Regions from separate parts of the Gossypium hirsutum genome. Here region 1 is linked to region 2. A link is a contact called in public Hi-C data. All regions are on one chromosome and are shown on one strand. The core of a region is the stretch at or near the end of the contact, and the rest is flanking DNA. Distances in the headings are between cores, read along the strand shown.

Region 1 (4,902 bases), core at 1,868-4,367, 100 kb before region 2:
ACTTATTAAAGAGGTGAATATTAACCACTAATTTAATTAATTTATTAATAATAATGAATGTGATCATATTTAAAATAAAGATTATAGATATAAACATTCAAAACCCAAATAAGATAAATACTGCATGTAAACAATTATAAAATTTTTTTAGTTTAAATTGTTAATAATTTGAAATGTTAAAAGGAAGTTTCAAAAGTGTGAAACTAAAGCTAAATGCAAATAAACTTAGACATCTGAATTTAAATATTCTATATCTTTTCAATTCAGTTTTTGGAATTAGATTCTCTATTTTTAGTCATTGTGATAATAAGGTTTAGACTGTTCATTCCATGAACAACATTGATAAGTTTAACATTTTTTTCTATATCGGTTGATTAGTATAACAATGTTTTTGAATTTTTTTTTTAAATATTTTTAAGAAACAAGGAATTAAGACTAAGAGAAACAAATGTAGGTTATTAGGAGCGCATACAACTCACTGTCTAGTTTCTTTTCTGAGTCGCGGAAAGTTTGTGATCTCTCGGTAGAGAGGTATAGAGTGGAAAATAAGACAAATGTCACCAAAAGGCAGAAAAAGCTTCCTTTCCACAATTTTTATATCCTTAAAATAAAAATCAATTAAGTCCTCCTAAAATAATTAAAAATCAATTAAGCCTTTCGTATCAATATTTTTCACATTAATCGTCATATCATCATTTTTTTCCACGTCATCTATCATGTCAACATGTAAACTGTCATGGGCTTCGACAGAAAGCCATAATAGAAGGGCTCAATTGGATTACTAACTTTCAATTAAGGCTAAATTAATTGTACTTTTCGACTAAGGGCTAGTTTGATTTTTAAATTAGTCTACAAGAGCTTTTTTAGTACTTAAGCTAATAATTTATTTTCAAATTCTTTTGTGAGATGAATATATCAATTATATAAATTAAAAAATGTTCTTTGTATTGCTCCTACAATCACACATGTGGCTCTACCACCGCTTTCAAACTTAAAAAATCATTAGTGATATTAGATTATATATCATAATTGGATTAGTAGAGAGAGGAACTACTAAAATACCTATAAAACCTTGATTCAACTCTCATGTTTAGTCTAAGACTTATTACATTATGACATACTGATGTGGTCGCATAAAGATAATTTGCGCTTAAGTATGGAGATGGAGATCCATTGTTTCAAATTCTACCTAGTTATGTAAAAGTTCAAGCAACTATCTATGTTTGCCATAATTTCTCTGCATTCCGGATTTGGAATTATAAATTGTGCTCATAATGTACATTACATACGATATCCATCTCATGTTAATGAAAATTATTGTTATTATTAATAATCTAATGATTAAATTTTTTATTTACTTCACATTTAAAATGTATGGTGATATGTATTGATAAACCATGCAATAATTAATGGAATGAAATTGAAAAATTAAATTAATTTTATACTACAGAGTAACCCCACGTGTATGTATTGAAATTTGAATGAGCTAATTACTAAGGTAACTGGAAAAATTGAAATGGAAGATATTGGCTACTGATGCAGGCCTAAATAAAGATGATCTGAATGAGAACCGATCTCCATAATGCATGGCTCCTTTGATTCAAAGGGGAATCTTTTGGGAGATATACAAAAGTGGGTTGTTATATATTGGCAGGTAAAATATAGGCTTGGAGTGTGCTACGGTTAAGGATGTCAAATTGTGAACCCAAAAATGGGCTTTGGGTAATGAATTTCCATTATTTTCTTCCACTCACAATGCCCTTTGATTTCATCAAATAGTGGATGGCTGTGTCATATGTGAACTAAAGCAGCATGTCCATGTAAGTTTTCAACTTACAACAACAATATTCCCAACTTTGATTGCCATTCAACCTAAACTTGCAAAGCTGCATGTCCATGCATTTCATTGCCTTTTAAACTAAAACTAAACTACTGCTGCTTCTTTGACCATTGCAAATGCAGTATTTGGATCCAATCCACCCAATCCAGTGGAACAAAAAATGTGGCGAAGCATGCATCTCCCCCACCCTCCATCAAATTGCACCTTATTTCATATCATTCTTTTCAAACTTTTGCTCCTTAACACTCTGCTTTTCTCGTCTAATTAATTTGCTTCTTGGATGTTGATTTTGTTTTGTTTTGTTTTTTTGTAATCCCAAATGCAACTATCAACTTTTACATATATTTTATGGTGCCCCGGTTTCTGAATCACGTGTGGCCCCAATAGTCAGCGCCTTTATAATTGGTTCACTTAAAATCCCACATCGGGAAGCGATCCTGAGAATTGCCGACAAGCTGGCTTTAAATAGAGCGAACCGTGAGTTCAGAAAGCGTACATTCGACCAACTACTTGATCTTATCTGAGCAGAAATCTTGAGGTGGCTGTCCCTCTTTGCTGCCCGGCGCAACCTTATGGCGCTGCCGGTGGCTCCGCCTGAGGGTGGAAATAGAGTGGGTTATAAAAGCCTTTTGTTATTTTCTGCAGTGAAGACTGCCTGCAGTCGAGAGCCTTTAGTGTCAGAAACTGAACATTGGGGGCTGTGATAGTCTAGCGGGCTGAAGTCTCAGTTGGAACATTTTTGGCAGCAGGAAGTGAGTTTTCACGTTTTATAACGCTGAAAACCATAGATTTAGCTAACATTATTATCTAAGTCCAAGCTGTAAGGAAGTCTAAAGCCCAATCTAACGGTGGACAGACAGGTCGACTTACTTTATATTAATTGCAATTAAAAGAAAAAGCAAACAAGAACCCTATCTTTAAATAACAAATTAATTATAGTATGCAATTAAAGCATACAAAAATGATTGGTAAAACAAATATTGAACTAAAAATGTCTTTCCATGACAGAGAAGCAAATAAAAAAGGGTTATTACCTCTAAAACCACAATCATAGTTCATGTCAATTATTCCCCTCATCCTCTATTTGAAAGGTATCATAGAAAACATCTATCTTTTTACATCTCTTGTTTCTTTTGTCTTGTTTTTCTTTACAATTTATAAGTTGGTTGTTTATAGACCACAGTACTCCATGTTTCATGTTTATTGTATGTTAATTTTGGTATATCTTTCTTGATTTGTATTCTGACGTGATTGTTTGTAAATTTTGAAGAGAGAGATGGGGGATAGGCAAGCGGGTAGGTATTGGTGTTACATGTGTTCCCGAGTGGTGAATCCAACGACAGCCTGAATTCCAATGCCCTCTCTGTGATTCTGGGTTTCTGGAAGAAGTGGGCAGCATAAGATCCCGTTCCAACACCAATCACGCCGCCATCGATACAGAGTCTCCCAACAGTCTTTCACTTTGGGCTCCAATCGTGCTTGGTTTGATTGGTTCATCATCACAGCTGCGTATCGCAAGCAGGGACCAAGTAACACAGGATGATGAACTGGGGAGAGAAGTGGAGTCCTTGATAAGAAGGAGAACCTCATCTTCAGCCCTGCCCCTTAGGATACTTCAAGGTATGCGTACAGTAGCAGCAGCTTCTGAATCAGAAAATGGTGGAAATGGAAGTGGTAGAATGATCTTGTTTGATCCAATCAATGATGAAGCCTTGGTTGTCCAAGGCTCATTTGATGTTACTAACCGTGTTCATACTCATAACCCAAGTCATAGGTCTGCCGGCTCCTTTGGTGATTACATCATGGGACCTGGTTGGGATCTTTTGTTGCAGTATTTGTCTGAGAATGACCCAAACCAACATGGAACTCTACCAGCTTGGAAGGAAGCAGTTGAAGCAATGCCAACTGTTACTGTAAATGGCAATGTGCAGTGTGCAATATGTTTGGAGGATATTGAGATTGGAAATGAAGCAAAAGAGATGCCGTGTGAGCATAAATTCCATGATGGGTGTATTATTCCTTGGCTTGAACTTCAAAACTCTTGTCCTGTCTGCCGGTTTCAGTTGCCGTTGGACGATTCCAAGACCGAGCCAAATGGCAACAGGAATACTGGCAGGATAGGAACTGGAAGAAGGTATTGGATCCCTATTCCATGGCCTTATGATGGTTTAGTCACCTTACCCGGTTCTCAAAGTGAATCCACTTCACCTCCCTCATTAGAGGCTATTCCAGGAAGTGAAAATGCAGCTCAGGGAGATGATAACTGAACATTTTTATGCATATATTAGTCTGCAATGAGCTTGTCTTTTTTGCTGCTGTTGGAAAACAAAGAATTTATATGTATTTTATATCAATAAGCTCTTGAAAAAAGGACAAATCAAATTAAATATTTCTTCATTCATGTGAAAATTGTTCTCCCACATTCAATCAAACATGTTGATTAAAAAAGCTACCAAAACTAAGCTAAAATCAGATCATAAACTAACTGTCAAGATCTTAATCACTGAAGGGTACAAAGACACAACTGAATCTCCAGGTTTGATTAGCCCCTTTTCCTTACCATATTGAAGGGCAAACTTGGTTGTTTCCTCAGTAGACTCGGCGTAAGAAGCTTTTACCGAACCGGAGCTCAAAACCGGGATCAGACCCCTGAAGATAAGGCAATGCCTTGATGGAGCTTCATCATTGCATGACCACTCAAGGGAATCTGTTGTTATCTCTGGGATGATCATAGACAAAATAGGCACACTTGGCCTATACTTAGCCACCAGCTTTGCCGTGGTTCCACCTCTGGTTAGGACCAAAATTAAAGAGGCGTTAATGGACTCGGCTGTCCTCACAACTGAGGAAGCCAAACTCTATAATGGGCTCATAGGCATTGGTGCACTCTCCATTATTCTCTTGAAAAGATCCCCATAGTTTATAAAGTTTTCAGCTTCCGTGCAAATTCTGGCCATGGTTTGAACAGCAAGGTCAGGGTATGCTCCAGCAGCAGTTTCTCCACTTAGCATGACACAGTCGGTACCATCGAGAACCGCATTGGCAACATCAGTGACTTCGGC
Region 2 (4,801 bases), core at 11-2,510:
AAATTAGAAAAAAAATATTATAATAAATAATAAATTTTAATAAAAATTTTAAAAATTTTAACTTTTATTAAAAATTAATTTTTTTATAAAAATCGTAAAAAAATAAAAAAAATTATAATTTTTAATATTTGAAAATTTTTATTAAAATTTAATAATATTTATAGATTTTATTGATTTTATTTTTTATAATTTTTTTATTTTTTAATAAAAACAGGGGCTTAATTGCTTCTTCTTCTTCTTTTTTTAAGTTTGACGGTCTTTTTGATCATTTTGAAAGTTCAAGTACCCAATTGAGTGCAAAATAAAAATAGGGGCTTATTTGCTTCTTTTTTTTTTTGAAAAGGTTTGAGGGCCTTTTTATGCATTTTGAAAGTCCAAGTACCCAAATAATCGCAAAAAAAAAACAGGGCCTTAATTTATTTTTTTTAAAGTTTGAGGGCATTTTGCGCCCTTAAGCCGAGATTTTATTATCTTTTCATTGTTTAGTTGAATTTATTTCATAAACCTTATTTATATTTTAATTAATCATATTTTAGTTTTAATTAATCTTAATTTATTTAATTAAGTTTAATTGTTAATTTAGTACATTAGGGAATATAAATTTATATCTATAGATTTATGTTTATGCCTAATTAAGTTGAAAGTGGTAAATATTTATTTTGAATATTATTTGGATTAGTTGAAAAATGATTTAATTTGATAAAAGTTGAAGTAATGACCAAATTATAAAATTTGTGAAATTTCAAATTCTAAGGATTTGAGTAGTGAAATCTGAAACATTGATGTAGTAACTAAATTATATGATTATGAAATATGAAAATTTAGAAAGTTGAGCATAGAATAGTAAAGCTTGAAACTATAGGGGTTAAATTGTAAAGATTTCAAAACTTGATTTTTAGGATTAATTTACATTATTTGAGAATTAACAATTTTGAAAAATAGAATTTTTGGAAATTTTGACAATTTTAGTTGTAAGGACTAAATTATAAAATCTGAAAATTTTAGAAAATGGATTGTTTTGAGAATAATTTCCTTTGCTAATTCATTTTCTACCAAATAAACACTGCAAAATAATAAAAATGTTTTACAGAAAATATTTTATATGTAAAGAAACAACCCTAAACATGAAAACAAAAAAACTGATCTCAAACCTTGTAAACTAAAGCCAGAAAGAACTTTATGATGGTAACATTCAAATATGCAAGAAAGAACAAAATTAGAAGAAAATTTTATGAAATTTGGAGAACTATATGGTCTTTGCAAGGGGAAATCGAAGAGCTAGACTTGAAGAAGATCGAAATTCGGTGTTGGGCTCATGAACGCTTCTTGATCGGAGAAGACGCCGGTGAGTAATGGTGCCGACAGTGGAAGGAGGCGGCTAGGGCTTTGTTTTAGAAAGAAGAGACCAACAAATATTTGTGTTTTTTTTTCACTTTAGAATAGTAATTGGTATAATTGTTTTTAAGTCCTTAGCTTTGACTTGAATTTTCTTTTCCGGACATAATTGCACGTGGCAGACTATGGTTGGTGCAGGAGCCAAATTTTGTCAGAGATTGTGGAGTAGCAAAGTGATAAACAGAAAAATGGTACAGGTAGCAAAAGGAATAAATTGAAAGAACAGATATCATATTGACAATTTTAGTGAAGTAGAGAGATAAATATCCCTTAAACTAATACATTTTAAATTATATATGTTTTTAACTAAAAAAAATTAAAACTCATAATTTAATACATTAAACATTACAACTCTTTTAAATTAGGAATAAAATATTTTATTCAAATTTATTTAAAATTTTATAACAGTTAAGATTAAAATTTAAAATTGATTTCAAAATTCGATTAATATTAGAATTACAAAACAAGTTTTTAAAATGTTAAATTTTATATGATAAAAATATCATATCTAAAATAATTTATAAATATTGTTTTAGACATTTTTTAAACTAATTATAATATGATAAAAAAACACATATTTAAGTTCTTAAATAAAATAATTAAAATTAGTTTTGTTTTCAATAAGAAATAAAATAGTTTATTTAAATCATACCAAAAAGATAAAATAGTTAATTTAAAATATGTTTAAAAAACTTATACCGCTACTATCAAAATTAAGAACTACTAATTTAAAGATCTTGCAAAAATTAAATTTGTTTAAAACCTATTTAAACATTATATAAAATTACTTCGAACTGTTTATAATTTTAAGATTATAAAATATGTTTAGTATATATGTATATATATATACCTCGACCTAAAGAATAAAAAAACTACAATTCAAATTTGATAATACTTTTATAAATATAAATATATGTATATGTATTTTTTTCCGGAAAAATGTTTAAAAAATTTATTTTAAAGTTTATTAAAACTGTTATAATGTTTCAAAATTTAAGAATTATATAACATGTTTAAAATTAATTATGATATTTTTGAAAATATGTTAAACTTCAAACATAATAATTGTATTTTAAAATTTTCAATTAAATTAACTTAAGAGGTTAAAAATGACAATTGTAAAACAAGATAGGAGTATTGCGTACTTCTAATTATTTAAAATTTCTAAATATTTAATTTTAAAATTAAAAAACGGAATCCGATTAGTAACATAATGCAAAAAATATAATTTTTCAACAATCTATAATAAAAAAAATAAAAATAAAAACCTTTTCCTTGAAATATTGTTTTAAAAATTTACACATTATTGATATGAAATTTAAAAAATTTTATTACATACGGTATCACAATATAATGTTTTGACATGTTTATGAAACGTAAATATATTGTAAAAATATTTTTGAGATAATATAAATTCATTTTTGACAATATTACTTAAAAAAATTAAAAATAAATTAAGATTAATCCTTGTTGTCTACTGAAATTCTATTTACTCTAAAAGGAAAAAAGAAAGCAATAAGTAAATCTGAATATATGGACTACTGTCAAAACGTTTCAATTCAATACAACATTTCTAATGTCAAGACTATTAGCCACATGAAAAGCAAAAATTGCAAACAAAGGCAGACCATATTTTCCTCAGCAGTGATGTTCATACGTGCCAAAACACAAGTAGTCTCACTCATCCTCATCATCCTCTTCTTCTTCAGCCTCTCTCAACCACTTTAAAAGGGGAAAGATGAGTAAATATTAACAATCTTCATTTCACCGAGTGGGAAATAGAAAAGATTAAAGTTCCTTTTTTACCTGTATAAATTTTTCTGAACGCTTCAGAAACACTTTATCCGATTCATCTGCTCCTTCCTTCTCATCCGCCCACCTTAGAATAGCATCTTCTTGTAGAATTTCTTTATCATATAAAAGATGCAAAATCTGTGAAACAACAATCAAATGAGGATCTTTCTTTTCACTAAAACTTCACATCTCGTTCTACTTTATACACAAACAACGGACAATTGCCCCCACCAAGTTTTTATCTTGAACCCATCAAGACATCTTCTAGATCTAGGCATATCATTAGAAATACCTGTGGAAATAATGCAGCAAACTCCTTGGCCGATTCCAGGCACATTTCCTCAAATTTCAAGATAACCTCAATCTGTTAGGCAATAACAAGAGAAACGTTAGCGCAAATTTGTAATATAGACAAAAAAAGTCCACTATGAGATGTCAGTTTTGACATGTAATAAAAACAGACAAGTCACCCCACCCATCTGATGATGTGATACATAGAAGAAATTAAATGTAGCAGTCCAAAAAATGTATTATTCCTTTGGCTTACAATTGATATTTATTAATCAGATGGAATTTTCCACCAGATCAACAATACAAACCTCCTCATCTATATCATGCAGGAAAGACTTCAACAGTTTTTGCCATGTTGTGACTATATCAGCAGCATTTCTATGCAATTCACCTTCACAACAGATTGAAAACAAACTAGTTAGTGATTACAAACAAGTTAATCATGGAGATTGATTTTTAACAATAAAAGATGAAGTTATCTATAGGTATTTTCACTTTTCCATTTTCAGTGGGAATGAGCATAAGAGGATTAATAGCAGCAAAGAGGTATGCTTGTAACGTTATCAATTCAGAAGCACAAATGTTTATGCAGATACATGCTTAAATGTTTGGACCATTCATTATTCAACAGTAACAGAGGAAAGACCACATAAGTAAAACAAATAAGAATTAGGAGAATCATCTAACATCCAATCCTGTCCATTGCTGCTTGAATCAGCACTTATTGGCTAACAATTGCACTAACATATGGGAGACAACTTCAACATTTTCAGAATAATTTTCTTACGTTTATTCCTGAAAGACATACACTCCAGTCTGCAAGTGTTGCCACTCTAGCAGACCAATAAAAATCCTCAATAAACAGCACAGCACTTAAGGTCAATAAAGATTGGACACAACTTCTGAGAAGATTAAAGTGCCATCTTTGTTTTGAACAAATCATGAATGACATAAGACAATTATGTATGAACCTTAGAGTCAATGTGTAACCTTTGAACTACATAATTCAAAGATTAAGAATACCAATCACTGAGATTCAACATAGAATAGCAAGATGGAATTAGCTAATGGTGCTCTAATAATTTGGAAAATACTATAAGTTTGGGGCTTCAATAGATTGAAGAGTTTATCAGAATTTACTTGATGCAAAAACTCACTGCCCACTTATGTGAAAGCTATGCATCTGTGAATATTTATTAAATTCAATCATTTAGAGATGTATGGTAAAACAACAAAAAGGTTTCTTCATATCAGTGCAGTGTGAATATATAACTACCAGAATAATCATGAAAAGGGAACATAATAAAAAGCAGCACACATA

The links. A called contact is a pair of places that touch in the nucleus more often than the background predicts.
Region 1: a contact with region 2 is called in a Hi-C map of leaf, with 2.5 times the contacts expected there. The contact joins the promoter of LOC107895000 here to the enhancer-like site in region 2. A contact is called at or near these places in 8 of 34 Hi-C or Micro-C datasets (anther, hypocotyl and leaf).

The regions. Positions count from the first base shown.
Region 1 is chrA13:68,606,938-68,611,839 of Gossypium_hirsutum_v2.1, reverse strand. It overlaps LOC107895000 (E3 ubiquitin-protein ligase SIRP1), which reads left to right and starts at 3,117. Exons shown (of 2, transcript XM_041084774.1): 1 at 3,117-3,135; 2 at 3,230-4,107. The coding sequence starts at 3,117. The coding sequence ends at 4,107. It also overlaps the pseudogene LOC107894999.
Region 2 is chrA13:68,505,505-68,510,305 of Gossypium_hirsutum_v2.1, reverse strand. LOC107895001 (translation initiation factor eIF-2B subunit epsilon) reads right to left here. Exons shown (of 16, transcript XM_016820170.2): 13 at 3,789-3,871; 14 at 3,482-3,553; 15 at 3,202-3,327; 16 at 2,912-3,117. The coding sequence ends at 3,073. Among protein-coding and RNA genes, the nearest start is that of LOC107895001, 14 kb to the right of the region's middle. Within about 2 kb of position 1,260, at least 7 of the 9 cell types and tissues checked have an H3K27ac peak or open chromatin away from gene starts, as enhancers often do. A contact at or near this core is called in leaf, where this site is marked.